2 separate regions of the Anas platyrhynchos genome follow, and region 1 is linked to region 2. A link is a contact called in public Hi-C data. All regions are on one chromosome and are shown on one strand. The core of a region is the stretch at or near the end of the contact, and the rest is flanking DNA. Distances in the headings are between cores, read along the strand shown.

Region 1 (7,615 bases), core at 1,691-4,190, 170 kb before region 2:
CTGTAAGAAAGGCACAGGCTTTTAAATTCAACCACCTGCACACAAAACGAACTGGCTTAAGAGGCTTGTATTTTGACAGCAAAGAACTCCCAAATGACCTACCGATATCATCAGCTCGGTACCTCTGGAGAGAACAGTTCAGTGTTTGCATGCATGCAAAGCCCGATCGTTATTGGATTAAGGCCTGCTGCTTCCAAAGAAAACCACACAGGAGAACCAGGAAGGGGAAGATGACGTTTCCCAGCTCAGGTAGGATAGCGTTGCCTTAGAAAGACATCTCTGTCAAGGAAAGGAGCATCCCACCAAAAATCTTGATGGGGAAATAAAAATAAAAGAAAAACAGAACAAGAAAAGGCGTTCTTGCTAACAGCTGTTCCAATAACACGAATGCTTGAGGAATGCGATCATCAGGTACTTTGGGAATCAGAGAGGAGCCAGCAACACGATTTGACCTAATCACACTTGAAACAATGGAAGGAGCAAATAAGAGGAAAGCAACACCAACATATCAGAGGGTTTATGGGGCTCCCCAGTGAGAGTTTCTAGTGAGAACATGCTGCAAGTTATATCACAATACTCAGGCCCCTCTGTAAATGCCCCTGATAAGCCGTGAATCAGAATCCTTACAAAACAACCAGGATTCAAACAGCCTGCTCACCAAGCCCTGCATTCTACTCCTGAGTCCCTGAAATACAGAAGCTCAGAATAAAAGCGCATGATCGGTACTGCTGCAAGTGGCACAGTCACATTCAGAGTGACCCTGAATCCTGCCGGGCCCGGGAGCGGTTCTGTTTCAGAGACGATGAGCAAAACAAACAGATTTAACAGGAACAGGCAGGCAGGGGCAACGTGACCTAGAAGAGACCAGCTATCAGGTTGGAGAAAGTCTTCACCTTCAGCCAAGCCACTGGCAACTTGTCCGTGAGCAACCAATAATAACACCACACGAAGGCAAGGCAAGAGGTGAGCTTGTTTGGGAGAGTACCACAGCTTGGAATAGCCCACAGTGGTCCCAAATAAACGGAAAGGAGACATTTGCAACCACATTTGTGGCACTTCTACAGTTTTTGCAACTTCTGAGACTTCCATAAAAGTTTTAGCAGAAATATGCTGTGCACAGAATCCCAATTCTTCCAAACAATCCTAGCAGTGCCTTAGTGGCCACTCAAGACCAAGGCTGGAAAACTGTAAGGTTCTTTATATGCTGACCAGGCACAGGACTTCCACAGTCACACGGTTTCAAACGTGCATTCCAGACTGACACCAAAACACAGGAAACTACCCAGCAACATCACAATGAGCAGAGAATTGAGCCAACACCAATAACATACACTTATTGAAATTATTCTCATAACAGCGAAACAGAGGTGTGCTGTGGAAAGGGATGGGAAACACATTCACTTTGTTGAAGCTTAACATGAGAAAAATCACTCACGAAACAGAACCAGTAGTGATGCTTAAATGACCAGAGAACTCTGTTACATGCACTGCAGGCACGTTTACCAGTCCTACATGAACTCATTACACCTTGTCACCACAGAAATCATAGAATCCTGGAATTATTTAGTTTGGGGAAGACCTCTAAGATGCGAGTCACCTGACGCTCGACCTGCTGCTCTGGTAGTTGTCTGCCTTCAGGAGGCACTTCTTGAAGGGAACCACCACCTGCCCACCAGACATTAGCTGTTCCAGGTACAAAACCAGGCACCCATAAGCCAGAGCAGAAAAGAAAGCTCAGAATAGGCTTTGCTAGCTCTGCCAAGGCTACTGAAGTTTCTTTCTGCTTTCCACTACCCATATGACATGTGGCATCACTCCAAACACGAAAATGGGGGTTATTTACAGTAAACGAGTCCCTCATTTACTTCTCACTCAAGTAATTAAATTCCAGAGTTGAGCATCTGCAGGGAAATCGGCCCAAACACACACAGAGCTTCCAATGCAGCTGAACGGCCTTCTCTACAGAGAAGTTTTGCCCTTGTTTTTCTTGCTTTCTCAGTTCAAGGAGATAAATCAAATCAAATAAATCAGAGGAAAAAGCAAATAATCAGAGGGGGGAAAAAAAAGCCACACGTGTTTCAGTTCTGAGTAATAATTCAGCATAAGGCCTATGCTCCGGTGATATGACAGGAATCCATCCCAGCGTTTCTGTCAGCTCTCACCTCAGCAGGTGAGGGCTTAGCAGCAGTTCCTGCTTCAGGACAGGAACACACCTCCAGAACAGGCACACACCTGTGTTTACACCCGCTGATGTATTTACACCCGCTGAGGTATTTACACCCTCTGCTGCAGCTGCTGCTGGCCACCCAGAAGAAAAGAAGCAAAAAATAAAGCAGGAGCAAGATCCCACTGCGGGCTCAACCCTTGGTAAACATGGCAAGGAGGAGAAGCAGCTGCTTAGAGTAAACCCATCCCTTGAGAGGGTGGAAATAAAAAGCAGAACAGGCACATACCTGGCAGAGAGCGGAGCGAGCACAATTCACGCAGCCCTTCGGCAAGCCGCTGTCCTTTCGCCAGAGCCGTGTTTGTCTCCTTCCCTCTTTCATCCTGGGGGCAGGAGCCTGCAAGCTGCCAGCTCTACGGCCTGAGGGGAGAGCAGAAGACACGAAGCTGCGGCTCCCTCAGGATCCCCCCTGTGAAACAGGAGCCGAGCACCGGCCGCGGGCCGGGAGTCGCCCCCCAGCAGAAGCCTCCCCCGGCGCCCTCAGGGCTCCCTCCCCGTCTCTCCCACCCCTTCCCCGGTCCCCGAGAGCCGCCAAGCCCCGGGGGTTGCCTCGCTGAGGCACCCGAGCCCCCCGCAGCCCCTCACCCCCGGGGAAGTGGCCGAGAAGCCGGGCCGCGGCCCCGCCGGCCCCGCGGGTGCTGCAGCAGCGGCGCCGCCCGTCCCCGCCTCCCCTCCCGCCCAGGCCTCTCGCTTCTCGGTTCATGCCGGGAGGTGTAGTTCCTAGCTCCTCGCCCCGGTGCCTCTCCTTGTTCGGGGGAGCGCTGACTACAAGTCCCGTGAGGCAGCGCCAGCACGGGGGTGAGCGCCATGGGGGCTCCTGTGGTGATGGGGGCAGCGCCCGCGGTGCGCCCCCCGTACCTCAGGGTCCTCTCACCTCACCTCACGGTCTCCTCACCTCATGGTCTCCTCACCGAGCCCCTGTCCCTGTTGAGTTCTGAGCCTCAGATCCCTTCGTCGTGTCGAGAATAAACGCTGGGGGTCGTCTCTGCCCCAGCAAAACGGCCGTGGAAGTCCGTGGGCTGTTCTGACTGGAAAAAATAAAATAAAAATGCGGTTATAAGGTCTGGGGTGTGTTTGTTAAACGTTTGAGTGTTACATTTGAGGGTAAGTTGGTCTGCTGTCAGGGAGATTTGGGGGTTCAGCATTGGGCCCAGCAAGGTGCTGTATCACTTGGGTGAGCAGGAGGGCTCGGAGAGGCTCGGCTTGCCACCAGGAATGTCAAAGAAAGGCAGCCCAGCTGGGGCCTTGCCGACACTCGTAGTCAAAATGGGTAAGTCTAAAAGCACAAGGTATTATTACCGTGTTGATAATGATTTCCTGCTCAGAGAGGCATGAATTTGCATTGCTTTTCTCCACCAACACCGATAACATTCTCCTGTGGAGCCATTGTCCATGCAGCAGAGCCTGGTCTGTCTCCTCTTCCACTGCTGAGGCCAGACACGTCTGACTTGGGTTGCCAAACTGTCCCTAAAATCCATAAGGTGGGAACAAAAACAATGGGGAGCAGCATTGGCTGGAGCCTATGAAGACTGAAGAGGGTAAAATTCTGACACACAGTCACAGTATTCTAGCTGCTACCATAACAAAGACCTGTCCCAAACCAAGCTTTTCACTGCCATTTGATGAAAGCCAAAACGTAGGACTGAGCAGCCAGGTCTCTTGACCTCCTTGTTGTGTAAAAGTGGTGTTGGCCAGACCACTTCATCACATATGTTTGGGTAATCGTGAAAATGTAAATGTGAAAGGGAGTGAATGAAATCTGACAGACTGAGTGAGAGGCTTTAGTTGGACTCTTTATAAAATAGCAAAGTGAGTATTTCACTTGGGTGATAATGTTCTAACCCTTTTTAATTTTTTTTTTCGATGTGACTTTGGTTGTGGTAGAATTGTTTCCATAGGTCTGGCTCTAGCCACATCAATGTCACTAGCATCTCTGCTACAACATGCAATAGATAGTAATGCTAAGGAGGGAGAGAGAGGGGGAAACATAGCTCTGGATATGGGAGAGAAACCTCTGCTGTTACATGGTCTTACCCTTATTTCTCAAATATTTTGCTGGGAATCTCTTTGTGCCCACTGGATGCCGCTGTTACACAGAAATAGTCACAGGCTGCAGGCTTCGGCTCTAGGCACTTTATCTAACAGACATGGAAGGCCACTTCAGGGTCAGCAGATCTCTGTGGATTTAGCTCTATTAATAAGCCTTTCTTACAAAAGAGCTCCTCTTAACATTTTGCAGCTTACTAATATGCACCTGTGAACCTTGGGCCATGTGGGTAAATGCCTCCATGATGGTAGTATCAGCAGCAGCAATCTGCAGATGTTCTTTGAAGGTGATTGAACAGGACTTAGAAAAAAAAAGTCTGTTGAAGGGAAAAGTGTCTTCAAGTCATATATAAGATGCTTTGTCCAGAATCTATGTCCTGCAGTGCCTATTTTGAATGCCCAATACAGGAATTTGCATGTGGAAAGCCTGGTTTGGGGAATTCTCTCCTTAAAAGCCTGGAAATGGCAACTTTCCCTGGCTCACACGTTGCAAATGTGTGCTGAGGTTATGATTACACCTTGTGGCACTGCCTTCAGAGGCAATGACCTGTAGAGAACAGAAAAGATATCTGTGCCTTCTGCTCTTTGCTGAAAATTGCAATATTTCAAACTCAGCTGAATCTCAAAACAAGCCAGAAAGTGACCTACATCCAACACCAAGCTTTGGGAATTGACTCTGAGTAAGTTAAATTCCACATCTAGGTCTCTCCTCTGAAGCAAATGAAAGCATAGCCTAATAGAATCCACACCCTAAGGGAATTCCTCTTTATTCCTTGCCAACAACTTTTAGCACTGAAAAAGAGCTATCCTGATTTTTTAACCCACATTTCATACTGGAAGAAGTATGACTCCAGGTTAATACAGGCCTTAGGGTTTAAATCCTTGAGATTCTAACATCCAAATTGTTTCCTGATGTCTTGAGCCTTGGCCTTTCAGGAGCCAGTCTAAACAACAGGGGATTTAAAATAAGCCAGGAGTCTTTGCAAAGCTAATAGATGTATATGTTAAAAGGACTGTGTCTGTCCTGGGACACCATCTGTATCCAATAAACATAAAGGCAAATAAGGTAACCGATAAATAACAGGCAAAGTGTGAGTCCAGCTTTGTGTGACCTGCGTGGGTGTAAATCTGGTAACTCCTGAATTTGGTGGAGATTTTTCAGTTTTGTACTGGTGTAATTGAAAGCAATGTTGTATTATTGGCCCATGATCATTAAAGAAATCATTCAGGCAAATAAGACTAAGACGGTGATGATTGTATTTAGTGTTTTGCATCAGGTATTTTAAAAGCTGCTTGGAAAGGTTTCCAGCGCTCTGTGGAACTTGTCTGCATTCATTTGTTTAAAAATAATGTCTAGGGAAGGTAAAAGTAATTTCATTGGTTAAGGAGAGGAGATACTTACCTGTGGTTCACACCAAAAATGTTAGTGCTGGGTGTGCTGGACTGTTTTGCTCAAAAATACAGCACAATACCATGAATAACTGGAAACAGTACTGTTGGTTTCTGTTGACAAAGGACATAAAGACTCATCTGTGCCAGATTTTGTGTTGCCGTTACACGGTCATTTTCCCAAATACAAATGAAGTGGAAAATAGAACCAAGAAACACACAGCATTTTAATCCCATATAAGCCGAAGACAATGGAGGAAATGTCTTGCCTTCATTGTTTTACAATGAACCAATGGACACAACAGGGTCCTTAAGAAAGTTAGCTCAGCTCCCAACATCTCACAGAAATTAAAACAGTAGAGCATTCAAAACAAGAAAGAAATCCACAAAAAGATCATGCAGGGATGTCAACAGTGTGAAGGCTGGATAGAAACTGGAATGAGGATCACTGAAGGACAGCTCGTTGGCTAGTCAAACTGTCCTCATTTGAAGAAACAGAGTCATTTGCTCCTGTTTGCAAGGACAGGCTCTTTTCTTCTGTTAAAAATTTCCTAGCTTTTGGCTGCTGCTGTCTGTGTCCTCTGAAGTGCTGATAGTGTAGGTTGAAGCTCCTCTGGCCTGCTCTGTGACTCTAGAACAGCTCTTGGCTGCGAGTTTTAAACAGAACTATTTTGCTTTAGCTCCCTTTAGCCTGTATTTGGTGGCCTGAAAAAGATAAGGGGCAGTCTCACACCACTGAAGAGAAACTTGCTTATCAGCTGTAAGTGACAAGCAAGCAAGACGTGGTCACTGCCTCTGGCTTTTGTCTTGCAGAAGAGAAGAAAGTGACTTAGGGGCCATCTCCCTGTGATCCCAGGGTGACAGTTTTGAGTTTGGAGCCTCTCAGCCAGACAAGCCACCCAGCTGTTGAGGCGTATAAAAGGGCCAGGCAATAAAGGGGCATCTTCAGAACATCTAGATCAAACTCAGTCCTCTTCTGCTTTTAAAAATATATAGGGAAAGATATAGATAGAATTGGGGTGTAAATAGAACTAAAAGCTCCTAAAGGAGCCCTGCTTAATGCTTGTTTGGCTGAAGTTCTCTGGCCATGTGTGCTTGCACAGTCCACTGACTCACTGAGCTGGCAGTCCTTTGCCATCCTGCTTTTTGCAGCCCAGTCGCTGTGATAAAAAGCACCAGAGGCAGCCTGGATCTTCATACATCAAACTGAAATCTCAGGGGGAACTTTAAAACACTTGCTAAGAAATTCTGCAAAGAATATGCTGGATGGAGCCTGCCATCAATAAGGCAAATGGCAAATAAATATAATGGTGTCATGCATTCCTCCTGGGGGCAAAGCTGGGTAATTGTTCTGCCATGGTGTGCGGAGAAGCACTCTTCTCTGCTTCTGAATTTCATCCAGTTCCCTGGAGCCCTATAAAAAGCAGTCTCTGCCTCAGTTTCATCTGTAAAACGAGAAGAGGAGGATTTATCCTCTTGTCCCGTGCACCTCACCGAACCAGCTTTGCGTCAGGATCTGATCCGCTTGCACTGCTGTGGAGTACTAGGGAAGAAGTGATGCGTTGGGTCACAGCTCTCCTGTTGGCGATGTATCAGCACTGGCAGTAAATAAACCAGAATTCTGCAGAGAATAAAAAGAGGGGAAGAACATGAAAACAGAGAGGCAGTGACTCTGCCAGAGCTGCTGGGTCAGCCACCCAGAATAATCCCATTTTAGCAAAGCTGCTCCCTGTGTCCAAGCAGCAATGTGGCCTTGGCAGCTTGAGAGTTAACAGCAGGGGGATTGCTTGGCCGGCTAAAGGAGCAGCCAAATGGGCTTGCTGCTACCTGGGGACCAGTTTCACACTTCCCTAAAAAAAAGGTGTTATATACAGAGAAGAATGAAGAGTTGTTCTGCTGCCCAGGTGACAAACTGGGGACTTCTCCCTGCGTGAGAGGTCGGTATCAGGCCCTGTG
Region 2 (7,520 bases), core at 1,359-3,858:
AGCTAAGACATTTCATAAACAGAGAATTCATGTTCGCATTCTTCAAAGGGCTCACAGTAGCAATGAATAATTTAAAGTCTGGGGAGACAAACGATCTGGAGCAGGAGTGCTGCCACAGGCTCAGAATAATACCTAGCGGGCATATTCAAGTTTTGCTCGGTGCATTTTCAAGTACATTAGCCAAGGGGCAGTATTGTGACTCTTTCTTTTAAAGATGTGCAGATTGAGGCACGGAGAGGGGAAGTTGCTTGCTCTGTCACCTAGCAGGCCAGTGACAAGACTGAGAACAGATCCTGTGTCTGTTCTATGTCTTTTTGGACCCATGAGTCAATATCAATCATCAACATTTTTTAAAGACTACAAGCCAGCCTGTCTCTTTTTAATAATGAAGTCATGTGTGTGAGAGGGATGAAAGAAATACAGTGAGAAACGACCTTTAAAACACTCACATTGTATGAAAAGCCCATTTTCATCTTGTTCCACCCATTGCCTCACTGCTCACTCAGGCTGAATGGCTCCTAGGGGGGAACGCAAGGCAGTAGCCTTCTCTCAAGCTGCAAAATGTGAAATGTCTGCACAGATCTACCCAGACGTCCAGAGGGAAATAACTGTGGCATACATCCTGCTTTCAGTTATGGCACAGGCCAGCCACAGTGTTAATAAAGCCCTGAATCTGTGCAGGAAAACAGATGGCATTGGATGTAATAAATATGACAAATGGCATCAAGGCTTCTGAACAGTCTCAGCATAGTGAATGGCTGCCTAACAGCCCCTGATTTAAATATATAATATTCTTCAAGAATGAGTTATGCCCTCTAACTGGAGAAAGGTCAAGAAACACGCTAAGGGAAAAACAAGAACAACAACAAATATTATAGGAAATACAAATTCAGGCTCAAGCCATTGAAAGACAGCAAACTCAGGGCCAGGCAACTCAATTTCTACCCCCAGATCACTTGTGCTGGGGTAGCACAGAGCACTGCAGCCCCACAAAGAGCAGGTTTGGCAGCCCTGTGCAGCTTGCCATTCTGTAGGTTTTTCCCTATTGGGAATTGCTTTCCTAGCAGAGGCAGGAGGATCACCTGTGGACTGAATTTCCTTTGCATTTGGGGACCATGTGGAGCTCCCTGCAGAACAGGTGAATGAGACAGAAACTGCCAGCAAGCAGCAGAGGAGCACCAGAGGAGCTTGAGTAAATGACTGCTCTAACAAGCTACACCCCATTGCCACAGTAATTTTTCTTGTGCCATTTTTTTTTTATTCCTTCATAAATACGAAGGGTTTTTACTGTCTGTCAGCAAGGGCGCAGTGATGTGGTAAAAACAAACAAAACAAACAAACAAAAAGCTGTTAGTCTAAAAACTGTCATAAATTATAAAGAGCTTCACTAAATCAAGTGAAACTTCCCAAAATATTTTTGCTATAATGAAAACGCATTTTAAATTGTGGGAGGTCTGAATCTTTTGTTCTTTATATTGATTTTCCTTTGGGGGAAAAAAATAAAATATTCTAATGACTCTTCTAATAACCAAGCTGACTTTGAATCAAACAAGCCCCACTGTTAATAAAAAAAAAGATTCCCTAAGCCTCTAATTCTGTAAAATTTCCACATCACTAACAAGCACCTTCCCATAAATGGGAAAGACGTCTTGATGATGGCATAAGTTACGGAGCAGTTTCTAACAGGAGCATCGTTACTTTGAGATGCTGAAAGTGGTGTGATTAATGATGACCAAATTCATTAGTTATCTTCTCTGATGGTAGAGACCCTTGCTGCTAAGGAATAACTTTTCCACTGTCTATAACAACAGCCCCATCTTGTGGTTTTTCACGGGTCATAACTTCTCATTTTACTTCTCAACATCTCTTAAGCACAGGAAGACGTTAAGACATACTGCCCGGTACTGAATTCTTCCTGTCACTGAAAACAGCATGAAGACTTCTCACATTGCTTTAGCACTGCTGGTGAAGGCAGCAAACCTGTAGATTTTTACTGTTAAATGGAACAATGCCAGCATTTCTGAAAGGAGTTTGATGAAAGGAGGTTGTGAAGAGCTGGGGATCAGCTTCTTCTCACAGACAACTGTTGACAGGACTAGAGGGAATGGCCTCAAGTTGTGCCAGGGTAGGTTTAGGCTGGAAATGAGGAGACATTTCTTCTCAGAAAGAGCAGTCAGGCGTTGGGATGGGTTGCCCAGGGAGGTGGTGGAGTCACTGTCCCTGGGGGTGTTCAAGGAGAGGTTGGATGTGGTGCTTGGGGACATGGTTTAGTGGGGTGATAGTGGTGGTAAAGGGATGGTTGGACCAGATGATCTTGTAGGGCTCTTCCAACCTTAGTGATTCTATGATTCTAATGTTAAAGGTATTAGAAGAAACATTAAGAAACCAGAAACATTAGCAGCTATCATAATCCATTCAGTCCCTCACGTAAAAACACTTGGCGTATTGCTACAGGCAGGTACAGACAGCCTAACAATACAAACGCAGAACTAAATAAACACGAGGGAAGGCTTTTGGTTTTGATCATTTAAAGGGATTACGAAGCGAGGCCGGGCCCGGCGCGGCCTGCTGCGGCCTAGCGAAGCCGGGAGCTGGCGTAATGGCGGGGGCCGCCCCTTGGCCGCTTTGTGCCCGCCCCGGGAGGCGGAGCGGGGCGGCAGGGCCGTGCCCCCGGCGGCGGACATGGTGCTGCTGAGCGCGCCTCGCTGGCTCCGCAGCCGCCTGAGCGATCGCTTCTGGAGGGTGCAGGAGGTGCTGAAGTATGCCCGGGTGAGTGCCGGGCTGTGCCCCGCTGCCCCGAGGCTCTCTTGGGTTTGGGGGCGTCGGGTGATGGGAATTCAGCCGTTCCCCTTCGCCTTTGTGCTTCCTTAAAGCGTGCTCGGGGTCCCTGCCGTGAGACGGAGCAGCGGTGGGGGTGAAGGGCAGGAGCTGCGGGGTGGTTTTGTGGTTTTTTGTTTGTTTTTAATGGGGTGAAGGAACAGCGATTTCCCCCCCCCGCAGCATTCTGGGTGCATCTCGTGCACGCTGCTTGGCGACGTGTTCTGAGCAGAGGTGGCAACCTAGGCTGGGGCAGCGCCTTTTTCAAGGGCAGGCTGACAGCATGCTGCTGGGAGGTGTGTCTTGCTGCAGAATTGAGGTGGAAAATGCTGAATTAAGTGGGAGTATCTCCGTCCTGTGGCCAGGCTGCCCACAGCAGCAGTACCAGTGACCTCTGTGTACAGCACTGTCTGCCTTCTGTTATGATGGGTAACATGTGGTGTTAATGGTAGCAGCTCCAATAAACCTCTTCCATAACGCTTTCTGTTTGGGCAGCTGCAGTGTTTTAAACGTATCAGAGGGTCCCGTCCCATCCCTGTGGTTGTACAGACAAAACTGAGCTCAGGAATGAGGAGTTTTGGGGTTGATACAAAACACTGAAAGATGGTTTTGCTGACTGCCTTCCTTCTGGAATCATGGCCTAAAGTGAGGCCTGGTTTGTCTCCCTCCTGCTGGACTGAAAGGTTTCAGCCTGTTCCAAGTTCTCAGCTTTGAGTTTCCCATGCTGTAAAACAAGAAAATTTTCATTATGTGCTGACTGCAGGCTTAGCTGATGTTTGTGAAGTATTTAGTGAACTTTGTTATGAAGGGTTTTGAAGTGCAAACGAGGATATATTAGCATTACTGAAGAGTTTAACAGCTTCAAAGATAACTGAACAAGAACATCTTGTTTTTACTTCAGCATTTTCGTGGAAGGAAGAACCGCTGCTATAAGTTGGCTGTACGAAGTGTTCGGAGAGCTTTTGTGAAGTCTACAAAGGCCAGAAAAGAGAAGAAGAGGCTGCTGAGAGCGGTAAAGAGCAAGATGTTAGATGTCAACAGTAAAATGGGAAAAGAGCAGAGCTGATGTGTCTGTTTTCCTTGCTGGGGGGCTCTCTGAAAATGTTTTACTAGCTGGTAAAAAATGCTGTGAATTTAAGGTCTCCCTGTGGTCTGAAAATGATCACATGCTGAAGTACATTGAGGTGTGTCTAGCACTGAGAAAACTGTAGGTCTGAATCTGTTGCATTTACTAAGTGTGAGCAGATCAGTATGACAGAATGTTTACTTCTAAATATTTTATTATCTAAGATATGGATTTTTACTCTTTCAGCTCTGGATCACTAGGATTGAAGCAGCTTCTCTTGAACATGGTTTGAAATACCCAGCTTTCATAGGCAATCTGCTTAAGGTAAGGGTGGTGCTTGAATAATTGCTTTGATTCAACTTTTCAACAGGTTGGAGAAAATGTCTGATAGTGGTCTTCTGTGTCATCAGGTAAATTCATTTGTTTAAACTCTGAAAATGTGAAGCAGACATAGTCTGACAAAGTATATCAATGGCTTGCTGGTTGCCATGTAAGAGAAGATCTGCAAGGGACTGAGCACGCAGCCTCCGATTGCTGCTCTTTGAAGAATAATGGTGAATTAGAACCATTAGGATGAAGAATAATGGTGAATTAGAACCATTAAGGATTGGAACCTGAGCAGGCAGTGCTGGCATAGAGCATGGTGAAAGGCTTCTGTTAGACTGAGCTTCTGCCAACATTGTCCTACTTATGAAAGGAGTTTTACTCGATTCAGGAACTAAATTCTGCCCTAACCCTGTTTCTCTTCCTTAAATGCGTGACCCCCTTTTCTTGTGGTGGATATTGCTTCTCACCAACCTTTCTCCCCAAAATTTTTACTGCTCATCTTAAGAACAAGGCTTGCAAAATGCTTTTACATTTGCTGCTACTGCAGGTGTTAAGTGAGAGCTGCCTCTGCTTCACTCAATACGTGTAAAAGTACAGAACTTGGATTTGCAAAAGCAAGCCTAAGAAATCTACTTTTTTTGCTTACTAGCTTTGTGTTTCAGTGAACATAGACAATGCAGACATTTGGTGTCACAGTCCTTTGTTGTTAAACATGCTGGAGAATTGGTCTTAATTTGTTGATACTGTAATTGTAAAATTAAAACTTGTTTTTCTTGGCCGTGATCATAACAAACAGGTAGTGTTTCTGCTTCTTCAAGTGGAACTATGTATACATTTATAGCATATTTCAAAACCATTTAACCTATGTTTCAAATAACCGTATAGGTTTTCTTACATGCTTACTGTAAAGTAATAGTTTCTGGTATTTATACTCTCAATCTTTTGCTTAATCTTCTCATGTTGTAAACAAGAGAATTAGGTAAAACTTAATATAATAATAAATAAAAACTGCCTAAAAGCTAACTGATTTTTCTTTTGAGATGCCTATACCTTTGTTTCTTGTCTCAGAGCAAGATATTTTTGTAAGGTACTCTGTTAAAAGAAATAAAAAGAAACAAACTTTTATATAATACCTCCTGCTTAGAATATAAGAGATTGTTTGTATGGCAAACACTTTGAGAAACACAGTAAACAAATGGTACGTGGTAGCTTAATATGTCCGTGAATTAATGGGCATGTCTGACAGTTCCCTAGTCATGCAAAAATTGTACAGTACAGGAAAAAAAATATTAATTTGCCTTCAAACCTTAACTAGGCATTGGATTATTGTTCCTAAAAATTAGAGTACTTAACCAACAATCCTTGCATTTAGTCCCAGGTGGAGCTGAACAGGAAAATGCTTGCTGATCTGGCTATCTATGAGCCAAAGACATTCAAGTCCCTAGCTGCCTTGGCCCAGAGGAGGAGACAAGAAGGCTTCCTTGCTGCCCTCGGAGATGGGAAGGAACCAGAGGGGATATTTTCTCGTATCGTACACCACTATTGATGCCAGGAGCCTGCAGATGCGTGTTATAAACAGGAACTCGTACGGCAGGGTAAGCTCGCTCACTGTCTGCAGCTGAGATCAGAGCTGTGGAACAAAATCCTCCAAAGACGATGCTTGTGGCAGGGAAGAAGGGTTGGGTCAGGGCGTGAAGGTTGCGCGTGGATGACTTTTTTTTTTTTCCAACATTTTGTTAAAAGTGAAATGTGTTAAAATACATCGTTAGAAGTTAAATGCATTGAGTTAAAAATTGCAGCTCAACATTAGCAGCTGTGAGGCGAGCCTGTTGCAGTTCCCCTGTTAAAACATGTACAGCGTGCACATATTTTCTGTTCTGTGAAGAACTTAATAAAGGTGTTCTGTGTGGTTTTTTTTTTTCCTAACTCCTATCAGAAGCACGATTTGAGTAGTGATATGGGTGTTATACTGGGGGGGAAGGGAAACAACACCCCACTGCCCTCTTGGGGCAGATTTGGGTGCCCCCAGCGCTGGGGGGCAGCGGCCCGGTGTTGCTGCGGGTTTTGGGGTGGGGTGGGGCGCTGCCAGCCGCCCCCACAGCCCGAGGAGCCCCCGGGGGCCTGGGCCGAGGCCTCAACCTCAGCCTAGGCCGCGGCCGCCCTGAAGCCGCCGCCCGCCACTTCCGCCCGTTCAAATTCCCAACCGCTGCGTCACGCCACCCCCCTCAGCCCACGGCGGCGCCAGACGGACAGGCGGCTCGGCCAATCGCCGCGCGGCGCTTCGCCGCCCTCCGCCAATAGCAGGCGGCCGTCGGCGGGAGGGAGGGGGAAGGAGGCGGGGCTTGCGTGCGTGAGGCAGCGCGGAGCCGGGCGAGGCGGCGGCACCACAAAATGGCGGCGGGGGCTGGCAGCGCGGCGGCGGTGGCGGCGGTGGGGGGCAGCGGCGGCCCGGCGGGGCCTCAGGCGGTCGGGGTGGCGGCTGGGGGTGTCCCCCAAGCGGGGCCAGGCGGCCCTCCGGTGCCGGGTCCCGGCGCGGTGCTGATCGGCGACCGGTTGTACTCGGGGGTGCTGATCACCCTGGAGAACTGCCTGCTGCCCGAGCACACGCTGCGCTTCACGCCGTCCATGAGCAGCGGGCTCGACCCCGACACCGAGACCGAGCTGCGGGTCACCGGCTGTGAGCTCATCCAGGCGGCCGGCATCCTCCTCCGCCTCCCGCAGGTAGGCCCCGGGGTGAGGCCTGCGCCCTGCCTCACACCGGGGGGGTGTAGGCCTCACAGCGCGGGGGTTCAGGCCTCGCACCGAGGGGCCCTCAGCCTCCCCCCGTGGTCCACGGCCCGGCCCCGGTGGCTCCGAGGCTCCCCGCGGGGCCTGCGGCCTTCCCCGGGCGGCAGGAAGCGGCTGAGGGCAGCGCCCCGCCGCCGCCCCGCGGCGCTTTGTTAGGGCCGGGTGTGGGGAAGGAGGGGGCTGCTCGGGGGGGTGCGGAGGGAGGGAGGGAGCGCCGTGAGGTTTTGTGGGGCTGGGGAGATTCCCTCGCGGGCAGGCTTCTTGTTACCTCGGGGGGAAACTTTGAAGTCTCCTCGCTACCCGAGTCTCGGGTGATCAGATTACAATGTTAACATAACAAAATCGTAATCTGGTTTGACTTCCTGACTTCCTCCCCACACCAAGAAAAAGCTTTTTTTCTGGGTTAATATCACAACTTAGGATTTTACTACGTCTAATATTCTGGGTCCTTACAATTCAATGCATGTGTTTTGTTCAAAGGTAGGATTTGCGGTGTTGATACCATTTTAGACAACTCCATTCA

What was found. Hi-C and Micro-C count contacts between places; a contact is called where the count stands out from the background.
Region 1: a Hi-C map of subcutaneous adipose tissue shows a contact between it and region 2, with 2.6 times the contacts expected there. The contact joins the promoter of MIB2 here to the promoter of MRPL20 in region 2. A contact is called at or near these places in 3 of 8 Hi-C or Micro-C datasets (skeletal muscle and subcutaneous adipose tissue).

Annotation. Positions count from the first base shown.
Region 1 is chr22:3,917,074-3,924,688 of IASCAAS_PekinDuck_T2T, reverse strand. It overlaps MIB2 (MIB E3 ubiquitin protein ligase 2), which reads right to left and starts at 2,940. Exons shown (of 19, transcript XM_027443308.3): 1 at 2,810-2,940; 2 at 2,454-2,584.
Region 2 is chr22:3,747,225-3,754,744 of IASCAAS_PekinDuck_T2T, reverse strand. It overlaps MRPL20 (mitochondrial ribosomal protein L20), which reads left to right and starts at 2,608. Exons shown (of 4, transcript XM_005008840.6): 1 at 2,608-2,769; 2 at 3,719-3,829; 3 at 4,130-4,207; 4 at 5,583-6,122. The coding sequence starts at 2,683. The coding sequence ends at 5,756. It overlaps CCNL2 (cyclin L2), which reads left to right and starts at 6,565. Exons shown (of 11, transcript XM_027443260.3): 1 at 6,565-6,931. The coding sequence starts at 6,602.